Linked DNA regions of Arachis hypogaea: region 2 is linked to region 1. The links are chromatin contacts, called in public Hi-C maps. All regions are on one chromosome and are shown on one strand. Each heading gives the region's core, a stretch centred on a gene start, on an enhancer-like site or on the middle of the called end of the contact. The rest is flanking DNA. Distances are from core to core; before and after follow the strand shown. Region 1 holds the start of LOC112696583 (phosphatidylinositol 4-phosphate 5-kinase 9). Region 2 holds the start of LOC112696586 (ras-related protein RABC2a).

Region 1 (4,639 bases), core at 1,481-3,980:
TAGAACCCGCCATAGAAGACAATGCATAAGCAGAGGATCTAAGCATTACCTCAACAAAGGAGACAATGACGGCAATAGCGGCAAAGATATGAATGGCGGTGGCGGTGGCGATGACATTGAAATTTTAGGGTTTTAGAAAGATTTCACCCTCCGTCGTCCTCTCTCTCGAAGCCTTGTTATGATAATTTTTTTTGTATGGGTTGAGTAAATATTTGTTTGGGTTCAATTGTTTTATAATTGATTGGATTAAGAGTAGTGAGAGTTTTTGTTAATTATTTAAGGAGTTTTATAATTTATCACAAATAAAATATATTATGAAAGTTTTTAGTAACTCATTAAAAAAGTATCACAAACAAATAAAAAATTTGTAATGTTAAATATTTAAAATTATATATTAAATTTTAAACAAATTTTCAAAAAATTTAAAATTTAAGTTTACCGTTCGATTTATCGGGAGAAAACCGACGGGAAAAATTACCAATGAAAAATTTTCGACAGTAATTAGTGGCGACGAAAAAATCTGCCGGTAAATAATTACTGGCAAAATTTATTCCGTCGGACTTATTTCGATGGTAAATATATTACTGGCTATTTTTTTAGTAAATCCATCGATAAATTCGACGACAATTAGCATTTTTCTTATAGTGTATGCTACTTTAAAAAACTAATTAACATAAAAAATCTTGGAAATAATTTAATGAATTTTGATGATTTTAATAAATTTTAGAAAATTATTAATTGTTCCGTTTTAAATTTATATGTTTATAAACTCATATTTTTTTAAAAATTTTAACTAAAATATAAATTTTGAATTTCTATTGTTGTTGATATTGTTTAAATCTAATTGAGAGCTTTTTTACTACCGATTCCCTATATGTCCGTAGGCCAAGTTGATAAGTATTGTATTTTTGGGTAATAATACATTTACCGATGACATGTGGAATATATGTTTCTTAGGATGTCATCTCTCAACAAAAATAAACAGGAGCGAATAGTCTAAGTGAAAATTTTTAGTTCGCGCAACGTTAGTAAAAATAGTCTCCTTTACATATGCAACAAGAGATCAAACGACTTTTTTACTGGGTCTTTTTTTTAAAAAAAAAAGACCCTTTAACTTTGTACAATTATAAAAATAAGTACAATTTATAACCAAACACTATCCTAAATTTTTTTATTTTAAACTAAAATGAAAGATACCCAATCAATTTTAAAACCTAATATTTCTACTATCAATTCCATAATAAAAGATTTGTAAACAAAACCTAAAATCAAATTGATCTAATTTTAATTTTAAAATAAAAATAAAAGATTAGTCAGGAGAACCTAAAACCTAATTTTTTAATTTAAATTTAAATAAAGTATTAATTCTAAACTCTAAATTCTAATTTTATTATATATTCCTTATCTATATTCAAATAATACAACATATTTATGATTAAAAATATATTTATTAACCAAGTTAGGTTGATCTAGTGGATAACTCACTAATTGATCACTTAGATAAAGACATTTAAAACATCTATTTTTAAAGATGTTTTATAGTAATTAAAATTCAATATATATAATTGATTAAATCGTGTTATTTTTGTCAAAATTAGATCAGACAAATTGATTTGACCAAAAATAGATGATTTAAATCTTAAACCGGTCTAAATTACGATTTTTTTAATAAAAAATAACTATAATATCCTTATTATAAAAAATGACAAAATACTCTTATTATATATATTAATTTTAAGAACCTAAATCCTAACCATTCTCTTCTCTCTAAGCCATCAAGAGGTTAAGATTTAGCGTTTTCAATATATATATATATATATATATATATATATATATATATATATATATATATATAATACAGTTTAATTAATTACATAGGTTAAATTTTAATTATTAAAAAATATCTTTAAAAAAATATTTTAAACGTCTTTATCTGAGTGGCTCCTTTTGTATAAACAAGTATGGAAAATTCAAATTTAATCTTATACTTACAATAATTTATTGGCCAATAACAAATTTTTAAATGAAATTCCAATTCACAATAAACTATCATCATTCAAATGTTCTGGTTATATATTTGTTCTTATTCAATTAATTAATGTTAATACTGTGCATTATTAGTTCATTCTTACTCCTTTTCTTTTCTTTTCTTTTCTTTTTCTTTGTCGTTTTACTTTTTTATCCTTTCAGCTACTTTCACTTTCTACTCAAGTAAAATATTTACCAAACATAAAAATAACAATACTGTTAAATAGCTTTTGAGACTTTCTTCCACTATTTCTCATGCAGCACATGCAAAATTGCTTTCTTCTTTGATTTCGCAGTCAAGAACAACGAATTTGTTACGTACTAGGCAAAAATGTAAATACTAATACATTTATTTAAATAATTTAATTTTGATGTACTATCACATGATAAAATAATTTTATACGAATATCTAATTATATAATATCACCTCATCAAAAGTAATTACTATTTTTATTGAATGGTTATCTAAAAGAACAGATGTGATTATATTACTGTATAAAATATTTTACACGTATCAAATATTTAAAATGAAACTCTATTCAAAATAGTCTCCCTTCTTCACCTAAAACCCTCAAGAGTTCGAGTTTCACTCCTTAACTTTGAAAAAATAAATTTATTTATTTATTTATTTAAGAAAGCCCAAAAAATTTAGTTTGGAGTATATATTTAAGAAAGAAAATTTAAATTTTGTCATTTCTTTTTATTGTACAAAAGCTTAATAACAACAATAATGTTGTCGCCATAAAAATGTTGGTGTTGGTGTAATAATCTTCCTTCTTAATAAACAAAGATATAAATGAAAAGAAAGAGGAGATAGATTAAGATTAGTAATTAAGCTCTTAATCTTTGGGTGTTTATGGTTGTGAACAAAGGCCACAATTTCACGGTTGAAAGTTGAAACTTTTTCGCAATCTTCAACATCAATTTTAACGTTTTTCATTCTCATTCATTCAAGTTTCAGGGTTCTCTTCTCTCTTCTCTCTTGCTTCCTCCACTGTGTTGAACTTTTTCTTTTCCATTTATGGCTACCATTTCCGTTCACGAATCATGTTTGACTATGTTATGATCAATTATGTAACCGCCTTTTTCTTATTTCAACTTTCTAAATATTCCAATACAAAATCTGTCTTTTCTGATATATACTGCTTTATTTGTCCTTTCCATTTTCTGAAATGAACAAAATGCAGACCTTCCATTATGAGAAAATCCGTTCTAACTTTCTTTCTTATATAATATGTTATGTATTCTTTGGAGTTGTGGTCTGTCCTTTATTTTTCTTTTAAAACTTTGTTTTTATAAAATCTAACAAGCTATTGGATTTCTAGGCAATCTCTGTGTCTTCTTAGTTGAGTAGTAAAATATTTTTAATTACTTGATGTAATTTTTTTTCTGGCTCCTCTTCTTCTGTTTCAGACTTTCAAGGCAAGTTATGCAACTATTCTTATATTTTAGCTGTTGAGGTATTGGGATACTTTTAATTTCTGCAAGGAAATCTTCCTTTCGGTCATTATGCATGTCTGGCCCTGTGGCCATAGTTGCTGATCATTTGGATGGAGGAGCAGTTTCTTGTGCTGACAGAACCAAATCTCTTGATGCCATTTCCGAATCGGATCACTTATCTATATGGACGAATGGTGAAGCTGATCATTCCTCTGAAATCGTTGGGTTTCGAGTTGGAGAACTCTTGCTTCCTAATGGAGAAACATATTGTGGTTCACTTCTTGGCAATATGCCCGAGGGCCATGGTGTGTATGTCTGGTCCGATGGATGCGTCTACGAGGGCGAATGGAGACGGGGTATGAGAAATGGTATTGGGAAAATTAGATGGCCTTCTGGAGCAGTGTATGAGGGTGAATTCTCTGGTGGATATGTCCATGGTACCGGAACATATATTGGTTCGGATAAGTTGACCTATAAAGGGCGGTGGAGATTGAATCTTAAGCACGGTCTTGGTTACCAAGTTTATCCGGATGGAGATATCTTTGAAGGCTCTTGGATAAGAGGAACACCAGAGGGGCCTGGGAAGTATACATGGGCAAATGGGAATGTATATTTGGGGAATATGAAAGGCGGGACGATGTTGGGGAAAGGTACTCTAACATGGATAACCGGGGATTCATTTGAAGGAAATTGGTTGAATGGCATGATGCATGGGTTTGGAGTATACACCTGGAGTGATGGAGGCTGCTATGTTGGGACTTGGTCACTCGGTCTAAAAGATGGTAAAGGAACTTTTTATCCTAAAGGCAGCGGTCTTCCATCCGTACAAGAAATCTACCTCAAAGCTTTGCGGAAAAGAGGGCTTTTGCCGGATTTGAGAAAGCAGAGCCAGGTTGGAGATGTCAAGCTTCGTGAGAATCAGAGATCCAGTCGTGTTTCGCCTCATAAACTTGCAAAGGGAAACCTGTTAAATCTGGACCAGTCTAGTAGAACAAATGTTTCTCTTGAAAGGCGTTGGAGTCTTGAGGTATCAATTGAGAAAGTGATTGGACATGATTCTGCATTCGATATAAACAAAGAGGTTAATTCGAAGATCCCAATCTTGGAACGAGAGTACATGCAAGGCGTATTAATAAGTGAAGTAGTGTTGAATGATATGTTTACATCCATG
Region 2 (5,187 bases), core at 2,103-4,602, 250 kb after region 1:
ATTTTATGCTCCATGGCCCCCGTTTTCAAACATTGTAGTCCTCTCCACATATCCTTACAGTTTACAAAACTTTATTGCGTCCCACTTCAAAGATGGAAACTCCTTATGGGTTCTCCCAGATTCTCAGAATGGTCTTTTTGCTACTTCTAAATGGGACTTCTTTGTTTGATATGATTTTTACTAATAAATTGATGCTATCTACCTTATGTTCCTTTTGCGTCTTTGGTTTGATAGTGATTATTTTTTCTTCTATCGGCTTCCCTCAAAAGTTGGACATGCTTTGTAACATCTTGTGTAATTTTTTTCGTACAGTGACATTGGTGGATGTGTGTGGTTATTGATTTATGACTAACGTGATAAACTAGTTTGAAAAGAAAAGGTGAAAGCATGATCAAAGATGTTGGGTTATAAGATAGAGGTAAAAAATAGTTAAAATTTTATATAGTTTTTAATATAGTTGTGTTTATAGTTGCTTCCTGCTGAAGCTTCTCCCAATTGGAGTAACCCTATTGTGGTACGTTCTTGTAGAGAAAAAAGATAAGAACCTATAAATTCAAATATTTAAAAACGGTACTTTTTAAAGGCTGTCATAAAATTTTTTTAGACTTATTTAGTATTTTATTTTTCTTAAAGACCTATAAATCCACAGTAAAATTTCTTATAAACCTACTTGTCCTATGGCTCTTTTAATTATATATTATCACAACAATAAGGTCAACTTCTTTGTTCTGTATATTTGATTTCTCATACAAATCTAAGGGAAAAAAAAAAGCATATCTTGAGAAGCTATTTTGTAGTCGAACATTTTAATTTCAGCACCCAAACCGAAAATATCAATTAAGTGAAAAGAATATTTGCTTCTCCAATTCAATGGATAGTGTGTTAATTAGAAGCCGTTTTCTTCGCAAAGTGAATCTAAGTGATAAATTTCCGTGGATCAAAAAATAGGAAATTGTAAAGGCGGGAAACATTAAAAAATGGAATGAAAGAAGGAAATCGACATCTCATCGAATGTAAAAAACTAAAAAATAAAAAATGGAGAAGTTTAGTGATTAGATTTGTCACAATGGGCCATACATATTGGTGTCACTCCCTTTTGACAATAACACTTCACCTTTCATTCGGCTTTGGATTGGATTGGCTATCACGCGGGTTGCCTCTTCATGACCCCAAATCCACAGTCATTTCCCTTTCCTTACTTTTATTTCTACTCATATTAATTCAAAACCCATAACCAAAATACAAAAAGTAAAAAAAATTATATGTTCTTGCAAAATCATGTAGGATTATATGTATACCTCATGAGTTACTATTTTATGGTTTATTTTGTATTAAATTGAGTGAATTTTGTCACTTATTCTCACATTTATGCATATAATTTACATAATTTACATTATTCTTCTTAATTTTGTGCTATGATTGAAAACATGCTTCTTTGTCCTTATAATTGCTAATTTTAGTCCTCTCTTACTATCATTTGATACCGTGATATGTTTGTTAAGTGTTTTCAGGATTTATAAGGAATGAATGGTTTAGAGAATAGAAAAGAAGCATGCAAAAGTGAAAGGAACACAAGAAATCAAGTATTTAAGAAGCTGGCAGCAACGCGTACGCATGGGTGACGCGTACGCGTGACTGGTGCAGCAGGCAAGCGATGCGTACGTGTGGATGACGTGTATGTGTGATCAGAAATTTGTTCAGCGACGCGTACGCATGGCTGATACGTACGAGTGACGAGCGTCACGTGCCTCAGTAAAGCGAATTCGCTGGGGGCAATTTTTGGGCTACTTTTGACCCAGTTTCAGGCCCGAAAATACAGATGAGAGGCTACAGAGTGAAGCTGGAAGGGGAGATCCATTCATTCACTTTTCATCCACACATTAGGTTTTGAATGTAGTTTTCTAGACTCTTCTCTCTAGGTTTAGGGTTTCTTCTTTCAATTTCTCTTTAGGTTCAGGTTCAATCTTCCTTTAATTTAGTTTTCTCTTACTTTTATTTGTTTAAGCACTTTAGTTCATCTTCTTCTCTTGTAAATTTTCCTTTTTCGCCATTTTTATGTTTATGAACTCTTGTCCCGTTAGATTTCTTTTAATACAATTTATGTTTTCCATGTTTTACTCTCTTTAATTGTTAGTCATTGATGCTTGCAATTTGTTGTTTAGATTTAATATTCTTTGTTAATTTTCTATGTTCTTATTTTATGCCTTCCAAGTGTTTGATAAAATGTTTAGTTGAATTTTAAAATAGATTTTTATGTTCTTAACTTGGATTGATCAATTAAAGACTCTTGAGTTATCAAAAATCTTTTGTTGATTGGTAATTAAAGATTGCCGGTTAGCTTGAACTTCACAAAAGCTAGCCTTTCACTATGTGTTGACTAAGACTTATGAACTTAAGTTGATTGTATGCACTTGACTTTCCTCCATTGGTTAGAGGTTAACTAAGTGAAGGCAATTCATATTTATCATCATAATAGATAATGATAATAAGGATAGGATTTCTAATCCTCTTTCCTTGCTAAGAGTTTTTGTAGTTGTTGCTTTATTTTCTTGCCATTTTTACTTTCTTGTTTTTCGTTACAAAATCCAAAAATATATTTTTTCATAACCAATAATAGTCATACTTCCCTGCAATTCCTTAAAAGACGACCCGAGGTCTAAATACTTCGGTTAATTTTATTGGATTTACTTAAGTGACAAACAATTTAAATATTGATTGAGATCTAATTGTCGGTTTAGAACTATACTTGTAACGGATATTTATATAAAAATCTTTACCGACATTTTTCCTTTGTCAATACTAAAGATTAGCTATTAGCTAGTGAATTAGTTATTCATATAAAGATATATTAGAATACACAATATGCAACAAATATGTGTGCTATATTCAAATGGATAATTAATTTGGCGGTTAAATTTTAGTGTATACTAATATTTTTTTACATTTTTGTGTGAATGTTACAGCAATGTTAAAAAGTTTAATTATTTTGAAGAGGAGAATGGAACAATGGACGAGAGGCAAGAATCAATAAACAGCTAAGTATAACCAAGTGGCAGCTAGCATTCCCTTATTTTGGCAGCATAAGAGGGAACAGTAACGTGTTATAAATGATTAAGTGGAGAGACAAAAGCAATAAGATTGAAGGTTGAACTCATAAACCAAAGTAACTTAATTACCTCCATTTTGGTTTGTTTGTTTGTTTAAACAATAAATAAATAAAAATGCTTTGCTTGGACCAGGTTGAATAGCATTGCTTTCAGAGAAAACCACACCAATCCAATCCCTTCACCGCACGTGGGGACAGCAACCTTGTACTCCTTAAAAAACGGCACCGCATAAGGCTTGGAACAGAAGAAAGAAACCAAAACATGAGATGAAGAAGAGAAAAAAAAAAGTAACAGATCTAATCATAAAAGAAAGAATATATACGTTGGTCTATGTTAAGTATTATTTTTTTTAAATATCTGTTTGCTCATCACAGGTGATATTTTTTCCTTTTTTTTTTTCTTGAATTCAAGCAAAGGTTGCATACTTGTGTATGATCCTGACCTGCTAACTTTAAATTTTGCTGCGGTCATATTTCAATTTTTCCTTCCCTTTTATTCTTAAAATTTTGGTAAATACTATAAAGTTGACACAATGTTTTAGATATTATTATTTTTAAAAGAAATAATTAATTATGAACCTACAAAAGAATTGAGGACTGAAATTTCTACTTATGAAAGATGTTAATATCATCAAATATTGTAAAATTAAATATTTTATTATTAAAATTTTCAACGTTTGAATATTTTCATGACAAAAAAAAGAAAAATGACGTTTATTTTTTTATGTATTGGTATAATTTTTGTGTAATACTCAATCACTGAATTTTATAATATTTTTTAAAATTGTGGAAACATGATAATATACCCGCATTGTATTGTATATTATAATATACAATATAATAGGAGATATTGTAAATATAAGAAAAGCGGATTGTCTTGCTCCGTAGTTTTAAAAAATACGTAAAATCCAATGAGAAAACACCAATTTTTTTTGAATATTTCGTTATTTCCTTATTTCCTTCTCTCATAAAACAGCAAATAAATGAAACATGTTACTGGAGTTATGCCCCATTGCATTTTTTACAGGTTAGCGTTGCATTATTTGATTAATTTTTCTTTTCTTTGGCTTCTCTCAAACACACCCTTTTTGCTATTTCAGGCTTTCTCTTTCTCTACTTTCTTCCTCCTGAACTAGCACAAGTTCCTTTCACTCAACTTTTTTGGAGTCAGTGACAAGCACACACACATAAGCATTGTGTCACAGAATGAGTTCATCCTCAGGCCAGAGCAGTGGCTATGATCTCTCCTTCAAGATCTTGTTGATTGGTGATTCTGGTGTTGGAAAAAGTAGCCTTCTTGTTACCTTCATTTCCAACTCTGTTGAAGATCTTGCACCAACAATTGGTGATTTCATTTTCATTATTGTCACTACCTATTACCCTTTATTTCTGTTTGTTCATCATGAAGAAAAAGACACTGTTAGTATTTAGCATTGTCTCATTCTTGCCCATCTGTCATTTTCACTGGCACTATTGAAGTTTTTGAGTGTCAAATTTGTGATTTTCAATTGAGTTTCAGTTGACAAGTTACATTGCATTTATTATGTCATTGTGCATAAGTTAACTGCTCTATAAATCTATAAACAATTTGATTTGAGGTTTGAGATGATATAATTTTTAATTCTATGATATCCTCAGGTGTTGATTTTAAGATCAAGGTGTTGACAGTGGCTGGGAAGAGGTTAAAGCTTACAATTTGGGATACTGGTAAATTATCGTACTTCAAATCAAATTTTATGCTTCCGTTTCTTGAACATCAGACCTTAATTTCTAACAGAAAGTAAATTGGGTTCAAAGTTTAGACAGATAAAGTAAAATGCCCCTAAGAATCTTTCTTTTGAATGGATTGTGGATTGACATAAATGAATAAATTAAAGTGAAGATATTGACTTGAAATAACATGACATCTATTGCAGCTGGGCAGGAAAGGTTTAGGACTCTAACGAGTTCTTATTACAGAGGAGCGCAAGGAATCATTCTCGGTAAATGCTAAAATGATTTTATATATGTGAAAATTTTCGAATTTAAAACTTGTTTTGTTGATGCTCTTGGCATTTCTTAGAATAGAAGGATGCTGGATA

Evidence for each region. A called contact is a pair of places that touch in the nucleus more often than the background predicts.
Region 2: a Hi-C map of an unstated tissue shows a contact between it and region 1, with 4 times the contacts expected there. The contact joins the promoter of LOC112696586 here to the promoter of LOC112696583 in region 1. A contact is called at or near these places in 4 of 8 Hi-C or Micro-C datasets (leaf and an unstated tissue).

What each region holds. Positions count from the first base shown.
Region 1 is chr6:46,988,796-46,993,434 of arahy.Tifrunner.gnm2.J5K5, forward strand. It overlaps LOC112696583 (phosphatidylinositol 4-phosphate 5-kinase 9), which reads left to right and starts at 2,731. Exons shown (of 9, transcript XM_025749403.3): 1 at 2,731-2,990; 2 at 3,442-4,639. The coding sequence starts at 3,542.
Region 2 is chr6:47,234,900-47,240,086 of arahy.Tifrunner.gnm2.J5K5, forward strand. LOC112696586 (ras-related protein RABC2a) reads left to right here and starts at 3,353. Exons shown (of 7, transcript XM_025749406.3): 1 at 3,353-4,133; 2 at 4,207-4,451; 3 at 4,745-4,813; 4 at 5,023-5,088. The coding sequence starts at 4,313.